Regions from separate parts of the Anas platyrhynchos genome. Here region 2 is linked to region 1. The links are chromatin contacts, called in public Hi-C maps. All regions are on one chromosome and are shown on one strand. Each heading gives the region's core, a stretch centred on a gene start, on an enhancer-like site or on the middle of the called end of the contact. The rest is flanking DNA. Distances are from core to core; before and after follow the strand shown. Region 1 holds the start of RAB11FIP4 (RAB11 family interacting protein 4). Region 2 overlaps RAB11FIP4 (RAB11 family interacting protein 4).

Evidence for each region. A called contact is a pair of places that touch in the nucleus more often than the background predicts.
Region 2: a contact with region 1 is called in a Hi-C map of F1 follicle, with 3 times the contacts expected there. The contact joins the enhancer-like site here to the promoter of RAB11FIP4 in region 1. A contact is called at or near these places in 2 of 8 Hi-C or Micro-C datasets (F1 follicle and liver).

Annotation. Positions count from the first base shown.
Region 1 is chr19:5,952,125-5,957,746 of IASCAAS_PekinDuck_T2T, reverse strand. It overlaps RAB11FIP4 (RAB11 family interacting protein 4), which reads right to left and starts at 2,922. Exons shown (of 14, transcript XM_027471624.3): 1 at 2,559-2,922. The coding sequence starts at 2,702.
Region 2 is chr19:5,997,335-6,002,956 of IASCAAS_PekinDuck_T2T, reverse strand. All of the region lies in intron 2 of RAB11FIP4 (RAB11 family interacting protein 4), which reads right to left. Among named protein-coding and RNA genes, the nearest start is that of RAB11FIP4, 45 kb to the right of the region's middle. Within about 2 kb of position 2,471, at least 2 of the 8 cell types and tissues checked have an H3K27ac peak or open chromatin away from gene starts, as enhancers often do. A contact at or near this core is called in F1 follicle, where this site is marked.

The DNA of each region.
Region 1 (5,622 bases), core at 1,673-4,172:
TAGACTCCAAACTTTGCACTGCTGTGGCTGCAGGAAGGTAGAGAAGAGGTGGAAACCTGCATGCATCAGGACGGCACAGCTGACAGCACAGATACTGTCTCATTTCATAAACGTGACCCAAGGCTACCAGGGGTAAGAGTCACAATTATTCAGGCCACAAAATTACAAAACGGGATCCTCTCTGTGGCCAGATTAATTCAATAAATAGAAGCAGCAAATAACTTAGACATGAGGGCCAATCAATCTTTCACTGATGCCAACAGAACGATTTCTTTTGAATGCAAAGGAAGCCATGGTGGATCAGGCCCAAGAAGCATAGCACGTTCAAATGTATAATTGGTTTTCAGTGACAATAAACACATTTTAGTGTGTTAAAGGAGAGTGCTCGAGCAGTGTCTCTTCAGCTTAATTTCATGAGCTGCATTACCACACACAGCTTATTAGGTTCCTGCAGCTGCGGGGGTGAAAGTGCCATGTTATATGGGAGAACAGCTTCTCAGTGTCTCCAGACATCAGCTGCGATTCATCATACATAAAGTTCAGTTTTAACAAGGCTCAAAGACAGACCGGCTCACCTGCTCTAATCTTTCTGCAGTAAATGTGCACTTGGAAAATTGATTCTGTATTTCCCTAACAAGCCTCTTTCGGTGATTTACTAATCACAATTACTCAGCTGATACACGCTCCTTTGAAATCAAGGGACTGCCAGCCAACGACTACAATCAATGCAGAGAAGCAAAGGGGAACAAAGGGTTATATCTCTGACAGATGCATAGTTAAGAATTCTGTGTCCCACTTTTGCACATACCTTGTTTGAACACTGCCAACTACAACTGCATAAAATAAAAAAGGATGCGTTGCTCCCCACTGGTAATTCCTCTAGTGCCTGCCCAGGAAGCCAGCCCCTCCTGCAGCCTCGATACCATGCTGACAACCGATACTTTTCTACCGCCTTCACTGTTGAGATTACCGGTTTTGTCGTCTATTCTGTTCCATTTCATATTTTAAATATTTGCCAACTAATATACTCCAATTTACTCAAAGCTTGAGAGCACCACCTGAATTCTCCCTTACATCACACAGAACCTTCCATAACCTTATAGATTTCTAAGACCAAAAAGGATTGTTGTGATCGTCAAAGCCATTCTGCTGCAAAACAGCCTGTGGAATCAAACTAATCTTCCTCTGCGCTGCAAGAGAAAACCACCAATTTGCCTCCAAATAAACGCAGCACTGCAAGAAGCAATCCTGATGCAATGCATTTGGCAATACCATTTAGAAATACTTCTATTAGCTTATATAAAATTATACAACTTACCAAGAGCCAAATAAAACTAGAAATCAATAAAGCTCTCTACTTTTATGCATTTCTCCTCATCATTTTGCTGGTTAAAACAAGAAACTCTAGTTTCTCATTAAGAAAACGTTTAACAGACCAATGACTACCTGCAAGCAATGAGCCTCCTCCTGCTCTTCTGATTTCATTCACAAGCTGTTTCATTACCAGCAGTAAGCCAAAAATGAGTAATTTGCTCCGACAATTAATGTGAATTCACTGTGGTTTTGCTGCCCCTTTGGCATCCCTTCCCAAACTCCTTTTTTAGAGGCTCCTTCCGTTAATTTGTTTTATTATCCTTTAAAAGGCCAGCTGAGAGCAGCCGAGCCTTTTCCCAGTCCCAGCTCCACTCCCCAGCCCCAAACCTGCCGGGGGCGCGTTGTGAAGCATCAGTTAAGCGCAATAGCCCGAGAGGTCTGAGAGGGAAAGCGTTTCTTGCTTGGTTAGTTTGATCAGAGCTGCAACCCTTTACTGAATCACCTAAAGGAATTGTTTAATATCAAACACACGTCATTACCCCCCAGATACGGGTCCGAACCCCGCTCTCACGGATTTACAGGGTCCTGCTGTCATTAGGGCTCCACTGAGCCCCTTGGAGCAGCTTGGGGCTGGCGGTGGGATACCAGAGGGCTGGGTGGATCACCTGGGGGCTCCACTCGGTGCCTCAGGGCTGCTCCTGGGGGCTCTGCTCTGCTCCTGGGCCGCTCCTTGTGTGGATGCCCCGCGCCCCACTGATGCCCCCGCCGCTGCGGGCGGCCTGAGGGCCTGGCACCGCCCGGAGCTGCGGCTCGCTCCGTGCCCGTTCCCCGCTCAGGACCGTGCTCAGCCGGCACGGAGCAGCCCCCAGCTCGCAAACACCTCCCTGAAAGGCTCCGTAGCCCCGCCGGGACGGCCCTGAGGCGGGGTTGGGGGGGAAACATCAAGGCCGGGTGGCTCCGGGACCCCCTGAGGGAGCCGGGACTCCGGCCTGCCCTGAGGGACGGGGGCTCCGGGACCCCCCGGGGGGAGGCTGCGGGACCCCTCTGAGGGACGGGGGGAGCCCGGGACGCCCCGAGGGGCTCCAAAAGGGTCGGGGCAGGTCCGAGCCGCCCTGAGGGAAGGCGGGGAGCTGAGGGGGGGCCGGCGGGGCAGAGCGCGGTGGGAGCAGCAGGTGAACGGGGCCGGGCCGAGCCGAGCCGGGCGAAATCCTGGCACCCCCCATCCCCATCCTCCTCCTCCTCACCTCCTCCCCTTGGCCGAACTGCAGCCCCAGGGCCACGAAGTGCTCCACCCGGATGAAGCCGTCCGCATCCTCGTCGCACACGTCGAAAACCTCCTTGAGCTTCCGCAGGAACGGCAGCAGGCTCGGCGGCTCCATCGCGGGCATCACCTCAGCCGGAGGCCGGCGGCGGCGGCGACACCGGCGGCGGCGGCAGCAGCAGCCATGATCGCCCTCTCCCGCAGCCGGTGCGGGAGAGACCGCGGGCAGGGGCCGGGGGAGGGCTGGAAGAGAGCCGGGGGAGGGCGAGAGCCGCGGGCGGAGGGAAGGAGGGAGCGAGGGAAGGAGAACAAAGGGGCGGCGCGGCGAGGCGAGGGCGGCGGCGGCTGGCGAGGGGCCGCGGGGCCGCCAGGGGGCGCCGCTGGGAGGGAGCGGCGGGGGCGCGCGGCGCCCTGAGGGGACGGGGGAAAAGGGAGGGAAACGGGAGGGGAGCGCGGGCTCCTCCAGGCATTGGCGACCCCTCGGTTTCTCTCCCGGTTGCCACAGACTCGGTCCTTCCATCCCCAGAGTCCCAAACAAAACTGTCCTCGCTCCTGAGAAAATTCCTGGCCACCTGCTGTGGGGAGGCCCGGGCTAAAGGCAGAAAAGCGGAGTGTGAAGAGTTGGAGGGTGGTAAAGGACAAGGAGGGCAATGGGAGCCGCTGTGCTCCGGCTGGCAGAAGCACTTCTCCCTGCCTTTGGTTTAGGGCATGAGCTCAGCCGACGAGACGTGGCTCGGAAGGAAGGGATGCCCCTGCCTTTGCAGGGTTCTTCATAAAAGCCTTCTGCAACTGCTGTGCTGGGTTTTAGTTTGATCTTTCTGCTCTGTCCATTTTTCTCAGTTTTTGGACCACTTTTTAAGCCCACAGCCATGAGCTGCTAGTGAGAAGACCAGTCCAGGTTCTGGTTCCTGCAGTGTGCCTCAGACCAGGAAGGTCAGGGAGGATGGCTCGTGGAGGATGTGACACTGGCTGTACCTGGCTCAGGTACATACTGCCTCTGCCAGGACATCTTTCCCTCTGTGCTTACTAAGGACAAGTGACTGTCTATCACCAAGTGACATTCTGTAGGTGATGGATAAAGCTAACAATCCAAAATGGCCATGAAAGTGTAGCAGGTTTTGAGCTGAGGCAGTGTCCACTTGGCTTCTTTCAGTAGGAGAGGTTCTCATGCCCCTCAGCAACCCTGAAAATCCCATAATTAAAGCAAGCTAGTGAAATTCTTCTTTTTTTTTTTTTTTTTTTTTGGTATCACTAGGAGCGTTCTCCTCAGGAAGTTTTCTTTGAGCATATATCCCTCATCTCTGCTATGTGCAAATTCAGCGTTCAGGAAGAGGCTGACTTGACAGCTCTGTAGGCTTAAGTCAGCTGTCAATCAACAGCACAGTGATAGCACACACTGAACAGGCAGCACAGCTCCACATATAACCAGCCTCTGATTTGGTTCCAGAGCCCCTACCACCCTCCTTTAGTTTTATAATAAATACATAAGACTTATCCAGTTCCCTTACTGATGTACAAGAAGGTCTTTCCAGACCAGCAAAAAACCTCAAAGTGCAGAGATCAGATAAGATTCTTGAGAAGCAAAGAATTCATGAAGAGATGTGAAGATGCAGGCAATCTGAAAGAGAAAAGGGAAGCAAAATGTTTGATCAGCAAACTTCTCTGAAGCTGTCTACATAGAGCAGGACTCTTAGATGTTGGGACATTTAGCTTTTATCTCAGCATAGGTGAATTCACCTTCAGGTTACATAGGAACTGAGTTAAGCACACCCCTCAGGGGCACCTGTTTGGAGTATTCAAAAATCTATGAGCTGGTACCCTTCACAGCTGTGGAAAGCATGCTTTTAGGGTATCAGCTACTGTTAGTCTAAATGCTCTGAAGTGGAGTTCAGCCCTTTCAAAGCTTCAGTGCATGCCTGTGTCGTTGTCCCACACTGTTTGCTCAGATTTTCTCAGTGTCTCCTTGCACCATCTGACTTGGTTCTTTGTCTGCAGGTGGGCACTTGTACAGTCCCAGACAGGGAAGTGGAGTAGCACAATATTATGGAAAAAAAAGCCAAACAAACATCATAGTAGACATCCATATTTGCCATGCTCAGATGAGTCTGTCTTATGAAATCCAGTTAATTCCTACTGGCTTTATCTTCTGATGGAGGAAAAAAGAACTTGGTCCAGACATGCAAGTAAGTGACAATATAGATTTAGACCAAATCTGTCAGTATCAAAGTATGTGTTATTCTAGTATTAATTTCTAAAAAAAGGAGGAACACAAGGGGGGGAAGCTCCAGGTATAGGCAGTAGATACTATAGTTTGGGAAGTTAGTACAGAAGTCTGAGAACTGCCACACAGTTTGAATGACAGACAGAACTGAAATCAAGCTGATATGAGAGCTAAAGAGACAGCTAAATATTCCGAACAAAGATCTGACAGCTGGGAAATTATCTGATGGTACTGAATACAGAAGAACTGTGATGTGAGATCCTGTCAATAAAGGCCCAGGATCTGAAAGCTGGGGGTGCCCCAAGCATGCTCAATTTGGGACACTGAGCTAAACATGTGCCACACACACTTGATGGACAACTGCACTGGCAAGGGACATGGGAGAGGTCAATTTTTACTGCCAGTGGATGTAGCTGGCATTACTCCTTACTGATCTCTGCTTTTCCAGTTCTCAGTAGAATACGCACGCTAGTACCACTAGGCTATTTTTCCTTAATGGTATAGCAAAATAGCTGTTTAATCAGAGATGTTTGACAGCTTCTTCATTTGAGTTTTATACTATGCGGAGTAAGTATCTTATATGTTGTGAATCTGATCTTCTAAACTTGCAATAAGACTAGTGGTGGTGCTACCATCTTTGCCTGTTAAGAATGAAGAGTTCAGGAGGAAACATTTCATTGAATACCACAGGCCACGGATGCGATTCGCAAGATTTCTTTACAGTCAGCTGCTCATCCATCAATGTCACTTCCATTTATTTAGTGAATTGTAATCTGGTGTCAGAAACAGCGTGTAATGACTGCATTACCCACGACTGATGACCTTA
Region 2 (5,622 bases), core at 1,222-3,721, 46 kb before region 1:
TTCCATCCCATCACTAACGCAATCCATTTGCTCGTGACACGACACACTGATACTCATGAGGCAGATGAGTCAGAGAAGGCAGAATAATGCAAGGAAGTGTGAAATGTAAGGATTTATCCTGGTAGCTGGCCTTCTCTCTTGCTTTTTTAAAATAACGAAATAACATCTCCAGGGTTGAAGATACCTTGTGGTTATGGAGGGGAGTCCCTTACAGAAGAAGTGAGTACCTAACAGGGAAGGTGACAGGATGGAGGATGCCCAACATTGGGGTCGATGTGTTTTCCTGTCTCCTACCCACAGATGTATGCCAGAGGCACCACCAGGTGGATGAAGCCAGTGACGTGGTGTGCTTTTTTTTTACTTTTCTGGAGAAGTCAGCAAGCAAGAATTGTGTTGCTGTCGCTTCCCAAAGAGGAGCTCACATGGGAATAACAATCCAAAGAGGTTATTTACCTTCTGAAAAGAGGCAAAATATTAAACGTTTTTGCCTTGAGACAGCATCTTTCTACATAACTTGGCATGCCTGTGGCTGTCACATTTCCCACTTGCCCATGGTCCATTTCTTTCTCCCGGCTTTAGCATTATGTTTGTCAGCCTGTGCTTGACTAAGGGCACTTTCTAGTCCTCTTACAGAGAATTCAATTTACTATTTGTACCTTTTGACATTTATAACAAAAACTTATTACTCATCAAACTACCTCATGCCAGCACCCACTGTGACAGTCTTTACATGTACGGACTGCTTGCTCTGCTAAATGCTCTCTGCATGATATGGAGCACGTACTCGTTAAAGTGAGTTATCTCCAGCAAAAAGGAAAATAAATGCCAAGTGCTACACAGCAGTGGATGTAGATTTGTGTAATGAAGGAGACGTGTTTACACAGTTCTAAAAATTCCCAGCTATATCTTCAGCTATAAGGTTAGGCCTTATTTTTCCTATTTCAGCTGTACTAACAGTGCTTCTAGCTAAAGACTTCTAAGCTGTCAGCCTTTGCTTAAGCCTGTTAGATAAGCGTACCACCTTCCCCAACCTTTTTCTTTGGTGGGCAAAAGTTACAAAGGCTTTCAAAGGTTTTCAAAGGTGCAAGAGGGATTTAACTACCAAAACCAAGGGGCATCTTAAACCTCTCTAATCTGGAGTTTAGCTGCAAGGTCTTCTGTGTCCCCTCTTTGCTGCCCAGTTCTTATCTGAGATTTTTCCTGATCACAGTTACTCATTTTCCTTGACCATTAAGGTCCATCTCTTCATGATAGCCCTTGACCATTTAAATTCAAACCTATAATTTACTCAGAAAAAAACACAGGAGAAAAAGCACCGTCTCCTCCATACCTAACCTACTTGGGGCAGCCCTAGCCACTTCTTCAGAGAGCCATCTGGCACAGGCTTTCGTGTCCTGGGCCAGAACCGCAGAAGCCAATCAAGCATTTGAGCCATTTCCAGAACATCACCAGGCACTTAATCCAATTTGTTTACCGAGCTGAAGAGCTCCATTTGGCAAACGGAGCCAAATCTTCCTTTTATTGAAATCACAGACCAAATTTCCAATGCAACTGACAGAGTCAGGACAGACTCAGGTTCACCTGAGACCACCTCCTCCTGCAGAGGTGACTTTTTGTTGGGAAGACGTTTGAGCGTGCAGCAACCAGCGTCCCCCGTGGGAGACATTTGCTGAGTGCAATTAATGTGCTGGCGTGGCAGCTTGGATCCCCTCATCCTGCTGGGAAGATTTGCATGTTATTACACCCGGCAAAAGGAGAAGAAGAAAAGAAACTGCTGAGAGGCCATTCTCCTTCAGGGTTACTCAAACACACTGCTGCCACCTTGCTGGACCTCATCCACCATCCAGCAAACCATGGAAAGATGCCAATGGCTGCAAGAAGCTTAGGATTGTGCCACCGTTTTCACCCCACTTAAGAACTAGGTTTAGTAACAAATAAATGTTTCGTTGCTCATTTTCCCTATCAAGACACAAACTGTCACCCCTAACAATGGAGGGCTGTGGTGCTGCTCTTTCCCCAGGGCCCAGCCCCTACCACCAGGACGTTGGGTTTTGGCACGCAGTTGGTAAAGAAGCCTTTCTTGTCCAGTGTTTTTTTGCAACACTGCTAACACATCTCACCTTTTGTTTCCCATATCTGGAGGATGATTTGAATTTTGCAAGTACTCCAAGAGGTTTACGCAAGGGGCATACCATAAGAAGGGAACTGAATTAACCTGCAGTGTCTCAAATACTGTTCACATGTCTTCTTATTACCTGAACATATTTTGGCTTGCAGCCTGGGAAATGCCAGTGAGCAAAATGAAAGTGTCACAGTCCAGAAAGGAAACAGGAAAAAAAACAAGGTTTACTCTGGCACATCTCAGTGTGGAAACACGAAGGCATTGGACAGCAGCTTGTATAGGGAGCTGTCTGGTCAGGCACACAGGGTGCTTTCTGCCAGTATCTGTCTTGAGGACAAACATTTTTGCCCGGGCTTGCAGAACTGCCATGATCAGTATTTCAAGCCATGCAGCAGTATGCACCCAAGGCTAGTCTGTCCATAAATAACCCACTGCAAATACATGAACGGATACTTCCTGGCTACTTTAAGGACCTCCTGCACTGAGCTGTCCCATTGTTGCTATAATTTCATTTTCCAGGAAACAATAAAACTGAAAGCCACTTCTATGGCTGTTTAGAGATATTTCATTTGAATGCCTACTTGTATCACAAGATTTTAACGTGCTCAGTGTGCTCTCGCCCTTGTTATGGCTGGGAAAATCTCCTCATTCACATTTCTGGGCAACATTTGGCAAGGAGACCCAGCTCCACTGCAGTCAGTGAGGCAGCGAATGGAGGCGAAGAGCTAACCCAAGGGTGGTTTCAAGTCCTTCTATATTTTCTACAGCTGTGCAAAAGGATGCCCTCTGTGGAGAACACTCCTGCAGGGCCGTGCATTGTATAAATCACTGTGCAGGGTGACAGAGTTTAGGAGCAACCTCATATCTGGAGGAGGAACTCAGTTACCAAACCACAGGAGAGTGGTGAGGCTGCTGAAGTTTCTTTGGCTAGAGACACACGGTGAGCCAGCACAGAGCCGGCTGCTCTTGTGTCCGTCAAAAGACTGCTCAAGACAGCGGCGTGTGTCACTTCTCATTCACCAAAGCACTGGGTCACTCTCTAATCTGATTCTGTCAAAATTACTGAAGTTAAAAACACATTTATCCAAAGTATGCCAAAAGCAGAAGTGTACACGGTGCCTTTGGCCAGAACTGCAGTGGGGAACAACCTGCAATCTGGCAATTATTTGCAGGGGCAAACTGAAGTAAAAAGACAACTGCCCGCACTCTGGTAAGAGGAAGACGCTGCAGAACAAGAAATCTAAGCATCATAACCACTAGATCATTTATCCTCTCCTTTTGTGAAAACACAAGTACTTCTGGAAAATACCAAACTAATGCTAGTAACCTCACAAAAGGCAGTGCTGGCTCTCACAGAGGCAGGACAGGCTCATCTTTAACCCTAAGCAAAGATGATGCAAGTGTTTTCCAAGTCACTGAAGGGGAGGACGTGAACCTTTAACATTTTCTGTTTGCTCAGGATGCCAGACATGACTTCCCTTACCACATATTTTTAGATATTTACCTTCAGTTTCATTTAAAAAAATGTTTTTCACACTCTAGCAGACAGTTAATTTGCAAACAGACACTCTGGCTGCAAATAAACACAACTGCAGCAAAGTGGTTTCCTGCAAATGTTCCAAGAAGGAGAATTAACCCATGCTGTGTCAGGCAATTTTCACGGGCAATTAAACAACTTTAATACTATGGGAAATCAAATCTGGCTACCTAATTGAATAAAGTTGGTTCTTGGCATTTTTCCTGAGACCAATAGCTTTTTTACTTCATCTACCCTTGGATCTTTAATGGTGTTTTAGACTTGTTTATGATCTCAGGCTATATTTAGTAAAATTTAGTTGAGTCTTAGCAAACTCCGACGTACTTTTAAGAGCAACGAAGTTCAGCTCATTAAAGAGTTTTAGCCTGACTCACAAAAGGAGAGCTCAGCTCTCCACATTTACCTGGACAGTCCTTCTCCCTAGAGCCAGCCCAAATACCGCTCCCGTTTGTAAGACATCCTTATTAAGAACACACAGACTCATCAAATCCTCTCCAGCTATGGTGCGTTGCGAAGTTTGAGATCTACAGCTATAAGCCTAAACGGGCTCATGAAGACTTTGATGTTTTCTGCTGTGCTTTACTGAATGAAATTCTTGTGGTAGCACAGCTCTTCTGCTCCTTAGAACTGGTAGGTATTGCAAACACTGGTGTCCAGCAAATAAAGGTAAACTCCTCTTGTACAAGTGCAACACATCCATCTCAAGTTCTCTGTTGGATCTTTGGGGCAAAGCTGATGCAATCCTATTCTCAGCTACGGGACTGCAAATTAAGTTAAGAGAGATAATCAAAACTCAGCACTGGTTCTGCAGAAAATGTTTGTTTGGAGCAGCTAAATGAAAATATAAAAGCAAATTTAAAAAAAAAGTCACAAGTGCAACAGAAGGCCAGAAATATTCCGCTCTGGAAAACTTTCTTTTGAAAAAACATTAAATTTCATAGTACATTATTTTCACAGTACTGATAACCTGCCACAGTGGGAGCTAACAAAGCAGCCCACTTCACCTTTTTTTTTTTTTTTTTTTTTTTTTTTAGCATTTCTTTGAAGCTTTGGGCAATTCTGTATTCCTGGGAATTTCATCAAAATTGCTAAGACCTTATGGAGAAAATAACTACTTTTTACAGAAGAAAAAAAAAGACAGCTTAGCTACTCACACTGGGACTGCTTCTAGAAGTTTTCCAGCCAACTGCAGTAATTAAAGATCCAAGAAAGCACACAGATGGATTTTTGAAGGCACTTAACATTTTGTGTTACTATTTTGAAGACTCAAAGGTTGCTGTTGATGAAGGTGGGGAAGGGTAGAAATTCACAACTGTGCTTCTCCCAGAGTTAATGAACATGAAGAGCTCCTACACCTCAGCTTTTTTTTTAATATTACAACAGGTCATAACTTTAAAGCCCTTATAACATCTAGAAGATGGGGAAAGCACTTTTCCTCCGGAGGAACAATAAGCTGTATAGTTTCATTTGGGAAAAAATAAAATAAAAAACCCACAGTGATTCTGCTAAAGCATGAAAATTCATTATTGCAGAAATGCTCTGTGCTGGCATGGCTCAGCCTCTCCCCTTATGAAAACCATTGCCCTTCAACTACTGCACAGTGGTTAGCGTTGTTTTCATGGTTTAAATAAGCAATGAAGTTGGAATATGTTTGCCTTTATCTTTTAATTCTGCATGAATTTGTATTCACATTTTACCCTCTCATCTATGTGAGCTGCAACTCCAAGGTCAGCAGGGGGAGCTCGCTCTTTATTTGTCAGGGTTTGGTGGGTTTTTGTTTGTTTGTTTGGTGTTCTGTAAGTGAAGCATCAAAGTGGAGAGACTACTGTGAAGAAAACAGAAACCTTAAAATAGAAGGAACAGATCAGACTTAATTGGAGCCTGCTAAACAGACCAAGAGCCTGGTCCTGCAAACACTTACCAGCCTGTAGAGCACATTAGAAATAATAGTTTCACTCAAACC